Regions from separate parts of the Sus scrofa genome. Here all the other regions are linked to region 3. Evidence: chromatin contacts called from public Hi-C and HiChIP or PLAC-seq data. All regions are on one chromosome and are shown on one strand. Each heading gives the region's core, a stretch centred on a gene start, on an enhancer-like site or on the middle of the called end of the contact. The rest is flanking DNA. Distances are from core to core; before and after follow the strand shown.

Region 1 (4,081 bases), core at 353-2,852, 59 kb after region 3:
AAAATTTTAAAGCTTTAGAAAACTAAAGAAAGTTTCTTAAGCTGTGTGGGGGGCATACAGATGTGCATTTTATCATTTTTCTTTATCATTTACTTATAGGTTGTATAAACTCTTTTTTTTCTTTTCTTTTTCACTTTTTAGGGCCACAACCGAGGCATATGGAGGTTCTAATCGGAGGGGTCTAATTAGGCTAGGGGTCTATTGGAGCTACAGCTGCCGGCCTATGCCACAGCCATAGCAATGCCAGATCTGAGCCAAATCTTCCACCTACACCACAGCTCGTGGCAACGCCGGATCCTTAACCCACTGAGTGAGGCCAGGGATCAAACCTGCAACCTCATGATTCCTAGTCAGATTCGTTTCCTCTGTGCCATGATGGGAATTCCTGGTTATGTAAAAGGCGAAAGATTTATACGATATGAAGAGAAACCAGAGCATGGAATTCCTGGTTATGTATACTCTTTGTATGAAATATTTAATACTATTTTTTCCCCTTATAGAACCTCTTGTTTAAATAAAATTTCATCTGGAAACTGCCTGAATCGAAGCCGGGAGTTCTGGGATCCCTCAGCCCTTCCCTCCAACACCTAGAGACAGCCCCTGGGTTGGGGGTCAGGACCTCAGGTGGGAGCAGGTGAGGTCTGGCGCCCTCTGGAGGCCAGTTTCCTCCTCCTGCAGGTGGGGACACTCAGGTCCAGGGGGGTTGGCAGAACTGGGACTGGACTCTGCCCTTCAAACATCTTGCTCACGACCCCCCACCCCGTTTCTACTCCCCTGGACCCGTCAGTGTTCTAAGCCTAAGGGGTAAAATTAGTGCTACTTTCCTCTTAACTTGATTTTTCAGTCACTCGTTTTTCAGGATTTGTTTTTGAAGACTGACTTTTTTTTTTTTTTTTGGCAGATGGCAGGAAAGGAGGTGAGAAGGAGATGGAAGGGTGGGGGGAGAGGGATGGGGGCTGTCTTCCCGGCTCAGCCGGCTTGCCTGGTTGCCTGGCAGCCATGTAGGTCGTTCTTGGGTCAAGTGTGGTTAAGAGAGGTGTCCTGGTCATTGCTGGGTCAGATGGGAGCGGACTGTCCAGGGGGTGTTAAAACTCAAAATGAGAGATTTCCATGAGGCTCCAGGAAGGGGCCTTAGCTGACAGGTTCAGCTGAGGACTCTCCTCCGCCTGGTTGAACAGTAAGAGGGAAATTGTTTCTGACTCCCAGGGGCCAGAGGCTCACGGAGACAGAGTTATTCTGGGATCTGGCTCTGGAGCAGCTCAGACCAGAAAGGTGAAGACCTGGCACACGTGCCCGCCCTCTGCCTTCCCTTTGCTCATCACTAACCAGTGACAGCCCACTAGCCTAGTAAGTCCGGACTTAACCTTCAACCCTAGTCAACTCACTGTTTCAGGCACACTCCCAGTGGCTTGGAGGGGACGTTAAGTGAGGTCCTGTCGTGGAGAAGGCAATCCTCCACCAGATGTTAGGTTTCAGCCTCTCACCATCCTCCACTTCCGGCTCTGGGAGCCACTCGTCGTCCTCCCCTTGCTCCGCCTCCCTCCCCGGCGTCCCCTCTACGGTCCGCTAGGGGGCGCGCGCTCCCGCTCCCCGGCACCCGGGGCGACTTGGACGGGGGGGTGACTCGGAACTCGGATGCACCGTCCACCGGCCGCAGCTTCTGTGGGCTGGGACACTGAGTATTGCTTCCCCTACCGTCAGTAATCCTGGAGTTTCGGTTCTCAAAAATGCGACTTAATCGAGAAGAATGACTGCCATTACTTGGTCTCCTGACTTCCAGGACTCTGGTCTCCCCCGGGACCCAAACCAGGCTGGGAAATGCGGCCGCGCCTCCCTGGCGTCCACAGCCCTGGATTTGCAAGAGAGTAAGGAGTCTGTCCCAGGGCTCTTTTTAGCCAGTGTTGCCAACAGAGGGCAGTTTGCAGCTGGTGGGCCAGGCTTTCTGGGTCCCTCTGTGGTCTAGGGCCTCCGCGAGGGGATGATGGTGACTTGTGGGGTTTGCGTCTGGATGCGGTGTCCTCTGGAGGCTGACCCTTGGCCAGTGGAAGGAGGTGATTGAGAGACACTCAGAGAATGGCGAGTGGGGGGCAGGGGGTGGAACTGCCCTGCACTGGAATGAGTTTGCAGCGAGATTGGAGATCTCTACTTGGAGAGGTTTAGAAAGGCGTTTCACGAGGTGGTGGCCTTCCCAGGAAGACCCAGGAAGGTGGGCTGGTGACAGAGCTACGGTAGGAAGTGGATTTTCCAGGACGCATTCATATGGGCTTGGGCGGGAAGAGAGATAGGTCAGTGGTTGGGAGACTGGGAGAGACCCCAGGAGACAGCCCCAGCCCTCCCTCAAGGGGCTGGACCACTGCATCTGCTCTAGCCAGCTGGGAGTTCCTGGGCAGGTCCTAAAGCACTTTTTGCCTCAGTTTACACATCTGAAAAATGGGAATAGTACCCACTTTATTTGACTGGCATGGAGGATTCAATGAAGTAATACATTGGAAATAATTTTTTTTCTTTCTACTGAGGCACCTGCAGCATATGGACGTTCCAAGGCTACGGGTCCATTTGAGCTGCAGCTTCCAGCCTACACCACAGCCACAGCGGCATCTGTGACCTACCCGAACCTTGTGGCAATGCTGGATCCTTCACCCACTGAGCAAGGCCAGGGATCGAACCCGCATCCTCATGGCTGCTATCTTGGGTTCTTAACCCGCTGAGCCACACAGGAACGCCTGCATTGGGAAGTATTTAAAGTAGTCTCTGGCACAAAGTAAACACAAAATTATTAGCAATTTGATGTCTCTGGCCATGGCTGGTGGACCCTGGACCCAAGCCCAGGTGGCCAATGTCACTCCCTGTTCTGCTGTTCTTTGCTCTCGTGCCTGAGTGGTGCTGGGCACAGCGCGGACACAGGGTGACAGCTTCTTGCAGAACCTGCAGAGAACAAAGGGCTGGGTTTAGCACATTGCAAAATTGCCTGTATGTTTGTGTGCGTCCGCGCTTTTTCCTTTGTTATATTTGTTCAGTCATTCATTCCACAGAATAGAGCATCTATTATGGGCCCTGGGTGTGGAATATGTAGTGTGAGCGAAGAAACCCCGTCTCTACCTCCTAAGGGGGATTAATCAAATGGGCACAGACAAATGCCTGTTATGGCTGCGATGGATAAAGGGGGTGCTCTGGGAACTTACAACAGAGACACTGGGGTATCTGGGATCCAGCCACTTCTCACCCCCTCCATTGCCCCGACCTGGTTCAGGTGGTTCAGGCCACCGTCACCTCACACCTGAAGCACGATAATCCCCTTTGCATGGTCTCCCCTCTTCTATCCTTGCTTCGACCAGGTGTCTGTCCTCACAGCAGCCAGTGGGGTCCTTATCAGGTCACCTGACATGGTTCTCCAGTGGCTCCTTACGTCATTCAGAGTAAATTCCAAACTCCCCACAAAAGCCTCCCTCCACGTTTTTAAATGATGTCTCTCCATTTCCTCTCTGTCCTCATCTCCTTCCATTCCTGCCCTCACTCCCACTCTTCCAGCCCCTTGGCTCCTACCTCAGGACCTTTGCACTTGCTGTGCCCTCTGCCTTGGATCCTTTATCCCCAGCTGGTAGCACGACTCCTTGGCTTCTTTCAGGTCCCTGCTAAAATGTCACCTTATCATAGAGAACTTCGTTGATATATAATAATGTTTGCTGTGTCCCCTTGACGTGCTCTGCTCTCTCTTTCTCCGGGGCACTTAGGACCTCCTTGCGTATTTGATGCTTGTTTATTGTCTACCTCCCCTGCCCTCCAGGAGACTGTGAGCTTCTTGAGGATGGGAGCTTAATTTGTTTTGCTTATCGGTCCCTAGCACCGCATCTGCCAGGTTGTAGGGGTTCAATGATATTTGTTGAATGAATGAATGACCATATATTTGAGATCCGAAGGAAGAGTATGAGTTAATCAGGCCAAGGGAGGAGAGGGGCCTTCTAGGTCCAGGAAACAGCATGTGAAATGTTCCAGGAGCCAAGGGATGTGTCCCCTGTGAGGAACTGAAACTCTGTGGTTGTCACTCGGGCAAAGAGGAGGAGAGGTTGGTGTGGGGGGAGGC
Region 2 (3,685 bases), core at 499-2,998, 42 kb before region 3:
CGGAAGACCTAGTGGGAGGAAGAGTTTGGACCTGCTGTTCTCAGCCATGTCTCCTTAGCTGTCACCCCACAGCTCTGGAGTCTGTGAGGCTGGCTAGCAGAAACAGATCAGGGATCCCCAGGCCAGAAAGGTAAGTGCAAAGCAGGGCAGCTGTTTCAGGTTGGGCACTTTCTAGAAGGAGGACTCTGGCTGCTTAAGGCAGTGCTGCCTTTCCTTGGGATCCTTGGCAGCAACAGGAATCAATCATTCGATTATTCCAGTCTTCCTGCTACTTATCCGTGATGTAATCGTGACCAATCTTCTACTACACAAAGAAGATAAACTGAACGTGTGTGTGCGAGGGGTAACACAGACCCAAGAGAGGGAGAAATCAATCATTCTAATTGTTCTAATTACAGACTGCACCAAACTGCATTGGAGGTCTCTGTGAGCTTTCTCTGCCTCTTACGCCATCCAAGACTATAAAAGTTGTGCAACTTAAAATTCAGCTAAGAACCATAGTGGTTGCAGACTGCTAAGATGAGCAAAACCCAGAGTCGACGGCCAACAGCCACTGTCCATAGGAACTGGCCGCATGGGCTGAAAATGGTGGCAGTCCTGAGATAAATACCATAAAGAGCTAGCAAGAGGCAGTTTGGTTTTCTTGACCACTCTCTGATGGACACTCAAACAGGGACCAAACCTGCCTCTCACAATATGGTCACCGTGGCTACTGCTGGATGGGGTCCCCAGACTCCAGCTCTGAAAGCGCTGGGCTCACAATTACAGTCCACAGGAAGCAGCGTGCTTCTCTAGAAGCCAGAGGCACCGATGTAGGCAAGACAGGCTCCCAAAGTAAAACTCACGTAGGGAGAATAGAGCTCTCCGGTCTCGGTGATTTCACCCGCCATTTCCAAAGGTGAAGAAGGGTCCCTCGGTAGCCAAGCTCCCCTCTGTGCGGTGGTGGTGGTGGCGGTGATGGTGGCGGTGGTGGCGGCGGCTGCTGCGGCTCCCTAAGAAAAGAGCAGGCTTCAACTTTCTGATGGACCTAAATGCGGGTGGGGGGATGTCTGCAGAGCCGCTCCCTTCCCATCGTTTAATCAGACATTTACAGCCTCGATATCTGTCACAAGACAGCCCGGAGGGAAGGGTCTCCCTGTATGATGACTGAGTGGTTTCTTTTAACTTTCTCCTTGCTGAGTAGTTTCTTCTAAATTTCTCCTTGCTGTGCAGGCATGAATGTATTCCAAGCCGCTCAGACTCCAAGTGATTTAGGACGCTTCAGAAGCCACTAAGTCTCACCCACTACAAGGGTCCCCTTTACACACTCTGGATAACCCCATTTGATGCCGGAACAGCGAGCTCACTACCACCCAGGGCAGCTAGTGACTGTCTGCCTCCTCCGCCTAGGGCAAAGAGTTGGAGGTTTTCTTAGGTCGCCGACAACCCAACTCTTGCCCCAAAGCCTCTCCTTCTTAACGAGGCCTCCACTCCACGTCCCCCGACCTGCCTTAGGGCTCCCCGCACTGCCCGTCTTCTCAAGAGCCCTCCTCCGATCCTCTCCCCCATTTTCTCCCCCCTCCTAGAGAAGCCTCGAGTCCGGCACGACCCCAGTCCATCCCACCCTCCGGCCGGCCCGACACCTGCAGCGCAGCTTGCTCCGAGCCGCCGCGGCCACCGCCTCCAGCCCCTGGGTTGCTGCCGGCGCCAGCTGTCCCGCACCAGCGCCTGCAGCGCGCATGCGCCCGCGCCGGGAGCCCACCTTTTCTGCGCGCGCCTCGGGCGGGGCGCGCGGCGCTGATTGGGCGAGGCGCGCAGCGCTGATTGGACTCCTCGCGGAGGCGGGACCGGGATTGGGCCCCGGCGGCTGCCGTCTGCGTGGCGGAAGAGGGCGGGGTGCGGTGCTACGCGCATGCGGGAGGAAAGGCCGTCAGCCAGGTAGGAAAGCGGGGCTGGGTGGAAGAGGCGTTTGACGCCTGTTGGGGACTCATTCTTCTTACGAGGAGTGGGTGTGAACTTGGTCGTCCCGGGGCTTCAGTGGTTGCGGGAGTTCGAGAAGAGGAGCCTATAACTCCTCACAAAGGGGAAGGGACTGAGGCCTTGGGCCTGTCTCACCCTAGCGCGGCCGGGGAGGCCCAGACGGCTTGGGGGGCAGGAAGAGGGAGGGCGGGAGCCTAGTGGGGTGGTCGCTGGGAAATAGGTTTAAGACAGGGCTGGAAATTGATTCTGGGTGGAGTCTCAAGACTGGGGCAAGCAAGGGGAATTTTGTTGACAAGTCTTGCTGTTAAGGTGTGAGGCATGGACGTTCTGGGAGATGGGGTGGAAAGGATGGGCAGAAAAGGCAGCCCATGCTTGGCGCCTTGGCATGCGAGCCCAGGATTGTTTAATTATCTTTAACCAGCTTGGTTCCCCTTCTTGCAAGGGGAGTCGTGTCCTCTGAAATGTTTGGAAAGAAAGACGGAGAGTTCCCGTTGTGGCTCAGCGGTAACAAACCCAACTGCTATCCGTGAAGTTGCGGGTTCCATTCCTGGCCTGGCTCAGTGGGTTAAGGATCTGGAGTTGCCCTGAACTGTGGATGCGACTCGGATCCTGCGTTGTTTTGGTTGTGGCTGTGGTGTAGGCCGGCAGCTGCAGCTTGGATTCAGCACCTAGCCTGGGAACTTCCATATGCTGCAGGTGCGGCCCTAAAAAGGGGAAAAAAAAAAAAAAAAAAAAAAAAAGGAAGAAAGAAAGATGGAGGTTCTTCTAATAACTTAGCCTCAGGAGGCATTTAGTGAATTAAGAACTGGGGCTCCCGCCTACTCTAAGTGGAAGGAAACTCAGGGTCCTGAAATCTTTGCCCTCCCCCCCACAGGCTGCTACCATGAGGTTAAATCAGAACACCTTGCTTCTGGGAAAGAAGGTGGTGCTGGTACCCTACACCCCGGAGCATGTGCCTAGGTAATCATTCACCTGACACTGGGCACAGGCCAGCTGTCCAAGGTACAGCGAGGAGGTCAGCCTGCCTTAGCCCAGTTCTCAGGGGTTGTTTTCTCTAAGAGGGAGAAACATTGATGTGAGAAGTAGTTACAGGAAAAAAGTGAAAACCAAAGTCACCCATCCCCCTGTTTCCTCCTTTCACCCCCTCAGCTTCCTTCTTGGCCTTTTGGCCAGGAATAATTGTATGTAAACCAAATGTGTGCAAGGAAAAAAAGGTATTATTTTCTCGTGTAGTTATTTATCAATGAGTACCGTTCCTCTGGCCAGTGACTGGGCTCGATTCTTAGAGACTAAATGTTAGTGTGTCATAAACCTGAGCCGATGGGTTGGTGTGATGTCTGCTGTTTGAAAGGCCGGGACTGAGTTGCAGGGTGGGACTCTGGGGCTTGTTGGCAGATGTCTGGTGGATGAGGAGGTTGGTGCTGTAGGCGGGTATTTTTACTTGTAGTTTTCCTTTTGGGGAGTCCCATTGCCCACCCTTGTGGAGGTCGGTCCAGCCTTCTTTGCGGAGTTCACCTTGCCACTCTTTCCCCTCAGGAATCTGAGGAATGTTTAGCTCCAGACTGCTCCCCCGTATTGACCTCTGAGACAGGAGAGGAAGCTGGACAGAAGGAACTGGCTCCTGCTATTCTCTTTGGGCGTAGCCTGCCTCTCATTCTCGTGCCCGTGGACTTCTGCTATAGGAGCAGTTTTAACCCTTTCTTGGCTCTGAGCCCTCTGTTGGCCC
Region 3 (3,881 bases), core at 758-3,257:
GCTCTGCCTCCCTTGCCTGGGGTCAGACCTGTGTCGTGGTCCGTGGGCTCTCCCGCCTCTCCTGGCTCCCACCCCTTCCTCTTGCAGATGTTTCCCCGAATAAAATCCTTGCACATTTAATTCTCTTTGGCACCTGCTTCTTGGAAGACCTGGATTTCATGCAATGAGTCTCCTGGGTGGGCAAGTCTATAGACTGAAAAAAAAATCAAGATGTCTGGTTATATGCCTTGGAAAGAATTTGCCCTTGGCCTTGGAGGCGACAACATTTTAAAGGAAAGCAGAGTCTGGGAAAGAAGGGACTGGCTACTTCTTCTTCTTCTTCTTCTTCTTCTTTTTTTTTTTTTTGTTTTTGGGGCCACACCTGTGGCATATGGAGGTTCTCGGGCTAGGGGTCTAATCGGAGCTACAGCTGCCAGCCTACACCATAGCCACGGCAATGCCAGATCCTTAACCCACTGAGCAAGGCCAGGGATCGAACCTGCACCTCATGGTTCCTAGTTGGATTTGTTTCCGCTGCGCCACGACGGGAACTCCCCTAGTTGGATTTGTTAATCGCTGAGCCACGAAGGGAAATCTGGACTGGCTACTTCTGTACTTGGAGGAAGTAGTGGGGAGAATTCGCTGAAAGTTCAGGTGCTATATTTGAAATAAAATCATTAGCCACAGAGAGGAAATACACCTGCACCCAGAGGCCGATACCCAGTGGGTCCTCGATGAATGAGTGAATGAATGAATGAGTGGGAGTGAAAATGCCTTGGTTTCAAAGTGGAGGGTCACCACTTTCCAAAGTCAAGCATTCAAGGTCACCAGAGTGGCTTGGGAGATGCCAGCTTTAGTTGGACTTGCAAAAACATAAGGGCATAAAACATCCAACCTGTAAAAGCATGCAGGTGGTAAGGAGCTCCTTGGGTCAGACCCGTGCGCACCTGCACCGTTTGCTCTGACAGTGACCTTGGTCGGTGTCAGGACAAACATGGGGTTGTCCCTGATGTTGACTTTGGACATCCTCTGACTATGATTCCCCACCCCCACTTTCCAAACCAAATTCCCTTCGGCATGTATTTCCTCCTGGGGTAAAAGGCCCCATTTGTTTGTTGTGTGCAGCGGCTTTAATAATTTACATCTCGACTTCCTCAAGCTGGAAGAAGTGCTTCCTGGAGAGAACAGTCCAGAATGTGAGGGGTCCGTTGGTCCATCCATGTCCGCCTTGGTCATTTCCTAAAGGATGTAAGAGATTCTCATACTTTCCCCTTTTATCCTTTGCCTTTCCAGGGTGAAGAGTTCTCATCCCTTTCTGCTTCTGCTGTATGAAAACTGTTCCATCTTCTTGGGAACTTTTCTGAATCAGTGAGGACACGGTCCAGGGTGACAAGGTTCAGCATTTCAGATCTGATCCTACCTGGAGGCAGGGGCAGGATGAAGCTCTCGTACTGGCCTTTTAAGAAATAGTGGCCCTGGAGCTCCCCCTGGTCTCTGCAGAGGCGCGGGTTCGATCCCCAGCCCGGCGCAGTGTGTGAAAGGATTTGGCATTGCTGCAGGTGCAGCTTGGATTCAGTCTCTGGCTGAGGACTTTCCATTTGCCACAAGTGTGGTCATGTTCTTTTTTTTTTTTTTTTTTTTTTTTTTTTTAAATAGTAGAAATAGCGGCCCGTGGAGAGGATCACATCAGAAATCAGCCCAAGCCCCCTGTAATAGAGTGGGGAGCTCTTGACCTTCCAGGCTCTCGAAAATTTGGTGACACTTGAAATTCCACGTTTAGAGCATCGTGTCCATCAGTCTTGGAGCTGAGTTCCACCTGCCTGTGTCTTCCCACCAGGGGAGAAGGCTCGAATAAGAACCACTTGGACCCAGTGGGTCTGCAAACTTCAAGACGATGAAGGGACCAGGAAGTTCTCCTTTTAGAGAAACTGTCGTGGCTCCGGACAGGGAGGTGTTTCTCAAAAGCTTATTCGCTATCACTTCTTGCATTGCTAACTGCCTTGAAGTTTCACCCATCCCACTTCTTCCTCTTTTAGCTTGATTAATCAGTGGGAAGGGTCTGAAGGAGGAAGTACAGTGTGAGAGTGAGCGAAAACAGAAGGGCTGGAAGATGAAGGAGGCTACTCTTGGTTCCTGTTGACAGGCTCCGCTGAGGAGGACCCGCAAGCAGAGAAAATGTACCTGCTGATGCTCCTCCCCCTCCTCTTCCAGCTGTCAGGTAAGTGGAGCCTGAATCTGCCCAGAGGGAGAGTCTATGTGGCGGGAGAAAGTAGCTGGGAGAGGGAGAGAGGCCAGCAAGGCGTCCTGCTGAAAAACCAACCGCGTTTCTAAGTAGTTCCCTCCAGGCACGAGCCCGAGTATTTCACTCCCTCACCCCCTCATGCAGGGATGCAGGGCTCACAGTGGCCAACAGAAATATGGAGCATGGTGCCCTTGATGAACCCAGCACCAGGCTTAACTCCTGACCATCCTGGGGCTGATCCCTCAAGAGGGACAACCTGATGGCCCCTGCTGGTCAGGGAAAAGCAGAGGAGCCCTGGTTGCTCAGGAGAGCTGGTGAATACTCGCTCCTGCACGGTCACCTTCCAGAAAGCATTACCAGCGAGGGAAGGCTCTGGGGGAAGGGTGAGTGGAAGGGGACCCAGAAGGGAGGGAACTAGATGGGGAGGGAGAGGCGATTCTAGGCTTTGGGTTTAGAAAGAAATAGTAAAATGGAAAGGGAGGTTTGCTTGGTAGGATGAAGAGGGAAGGGGGGCTGAGTGTGAGCAGAGATGGAGGCTCAAGGCAGCTTGAAGGTGATGGATGCCGTTTTGATAAAAAGCCAGGAGGATGTTCTTTTTTCTTTTTTTTTTTCCGCCCAGATTTTTAATTGAAATATGGTTGACTCACAATGTTGTGCTAATTTCTGCTGTATAGCAAAGGGATTGAGTTGTACGTACATACATATATGTTTATATATGCTCTAAAAATATTCTTTTCCATTACGGTTTTGTGTAGGACATCGAATAGAGTTTTCTGTGCTGTGCAGTAGGATTTTTTAGATTATCAAGGGGATTTCCTCTTTCTTTTGAAATGTTGGGGGTGCTTGGAGCTCCGTGTCCGGACGCCTTCTCTATCCAGGTTCACTCCCTTCTTGATCTCTTCTCCGCTCTTGGCTTTAAGTACCGTCTCTAAGCAGATGACTCCCGATTTTGTAGCTGGACATCTCCCTGGACTCAAGACCCTTCTATCCAAAGGTCCGTTCCACGTTTTTCCACGTCTTCGCTCACATGTTGACACTTCAAATGTAATCTGACCACATCTCCCTCCTTGAATTCCTTTCTCTTCCATCTTTAAAAAAATTTTTTTTCCTTTTTTTTTTTAGGGCTGCACCGGAGACATATGGAAGATTCCAGGCTAGGGGTCAAATCAGAGCTGGAACTGCTGGCCTACACCACAGGCACAGCAATGCCAGATCTTTAACCCACTGAGCAAAGCCAGGGATCGAACCCGCATGCTCACGGATACTAGTCAGATCTGTTTCCGCTGTGCCACAATGGGAACGCCTCTCTCATCTTTTTTAAACCATGAACGTACACTTTATTTATGTTTTTATGTATGTATTTATTTTTGGCTATACCCGCGGCATGCGGAAGTTCCTGGGCCGGGGATCAAACCCACTCCGCAGCAGCGAGCCCAGGCGCTGCAGTGACAACTCTGGATCTTTAACCCACTGCATCACAAGAGAACTCCTTCTCTTCCATCTTTGCGTTTGGCGACGCCATCTTTTCAAGTGCTCGGGCAAAACCTGGGAGCATCCATCTCTTCTCTCTGATCCCATGATGATCCTTTGAAAATGTAAGCCAGATTCGGTCTCTTCTCTGTCCCAACCCTCCAATGACTTTCCATTTGACTCAGAGTGA

Evidence for each region. A called contact is a pair of places that touch in the nucleus more often than the background predicts. HiChIP or PLAC-seq counts read pairs in DNA pulled down with a chosen protein or histone mark.
Region 1: a contact with region 3 is called in a Hi-C map of alveolar macrophages, with 3 times the contacts expected there. The contact joins the promoter of LOC102159509 here to the promoter of CD300LF in region 3. A contact is called at or near these places in 1 of 5 promoter capture datasets (liver), 22 of 47 Hi-C or Micro-C datasets (alveolar macrophages, blood, brain and 11 more) and 2 of 2 datasets of contacts at active chromatin or transcription factors (alveolar macrophages and skeletal muscle).
Region 2: a contact with region 3 is called in an H3K27ac HiChIP or PLAC-seq map of alveolar macrophages. The contact joins the promoter of TMEM104 here to the promoter of CD300LF in region 3. A contact is called at or near these places in 2 of 47 Hi-C or Micro-C datasets (alveolar macrophages and epiblast stem cells) and 2 of 2 datasets of contacts at active chromatin or transcription factors (alveolar macrophages and skeletal muscle).

Annotation. Positions count from the first base shown.
Region 1 is chr12:6,558,095-6,562,175 of Sscrofa11.1, forward strand. LOC102159509 (CMRF35-like molecule 6) reads left to right here and starts at 1,603. Exons shown (of 8, transcript XR_002337002.1): 1 at 1,603-1,865.
Region 2 is chr12:6,457,831-6,461,515 of Sscrofa11.1, forward strand. TMEM104 (transmembrane protein 104) reads right to left here and starts at 1,749. Exons shown (of 10, transcript XM_003131226.4): 1 at 1,623-1,749; 2 at 846-992. The coding sequence starts at 890. NAT9 (N-acetyltransferase 9 (putative)) reads left to right here and starts at 1,910. Exons shown (of 7, transcript NM_001195360.1): 1 at 1,910-1,917; 2 at 2,834-2,919. The coding sequence starts at 2,843.
Region 3 is chr12:6,499,145-6,503,025 of Sscrofa11.1, forward strand. CD300LF (CMRF35-like molecule 1) reads left to right here and starts at 2,008. Exons shown (of 9, transcript XR_001299760.2): 1 at 2,008-2,197. The region is part of intron 1 of RAB37 (ras-related protein Rab-37); the gene reads right to left.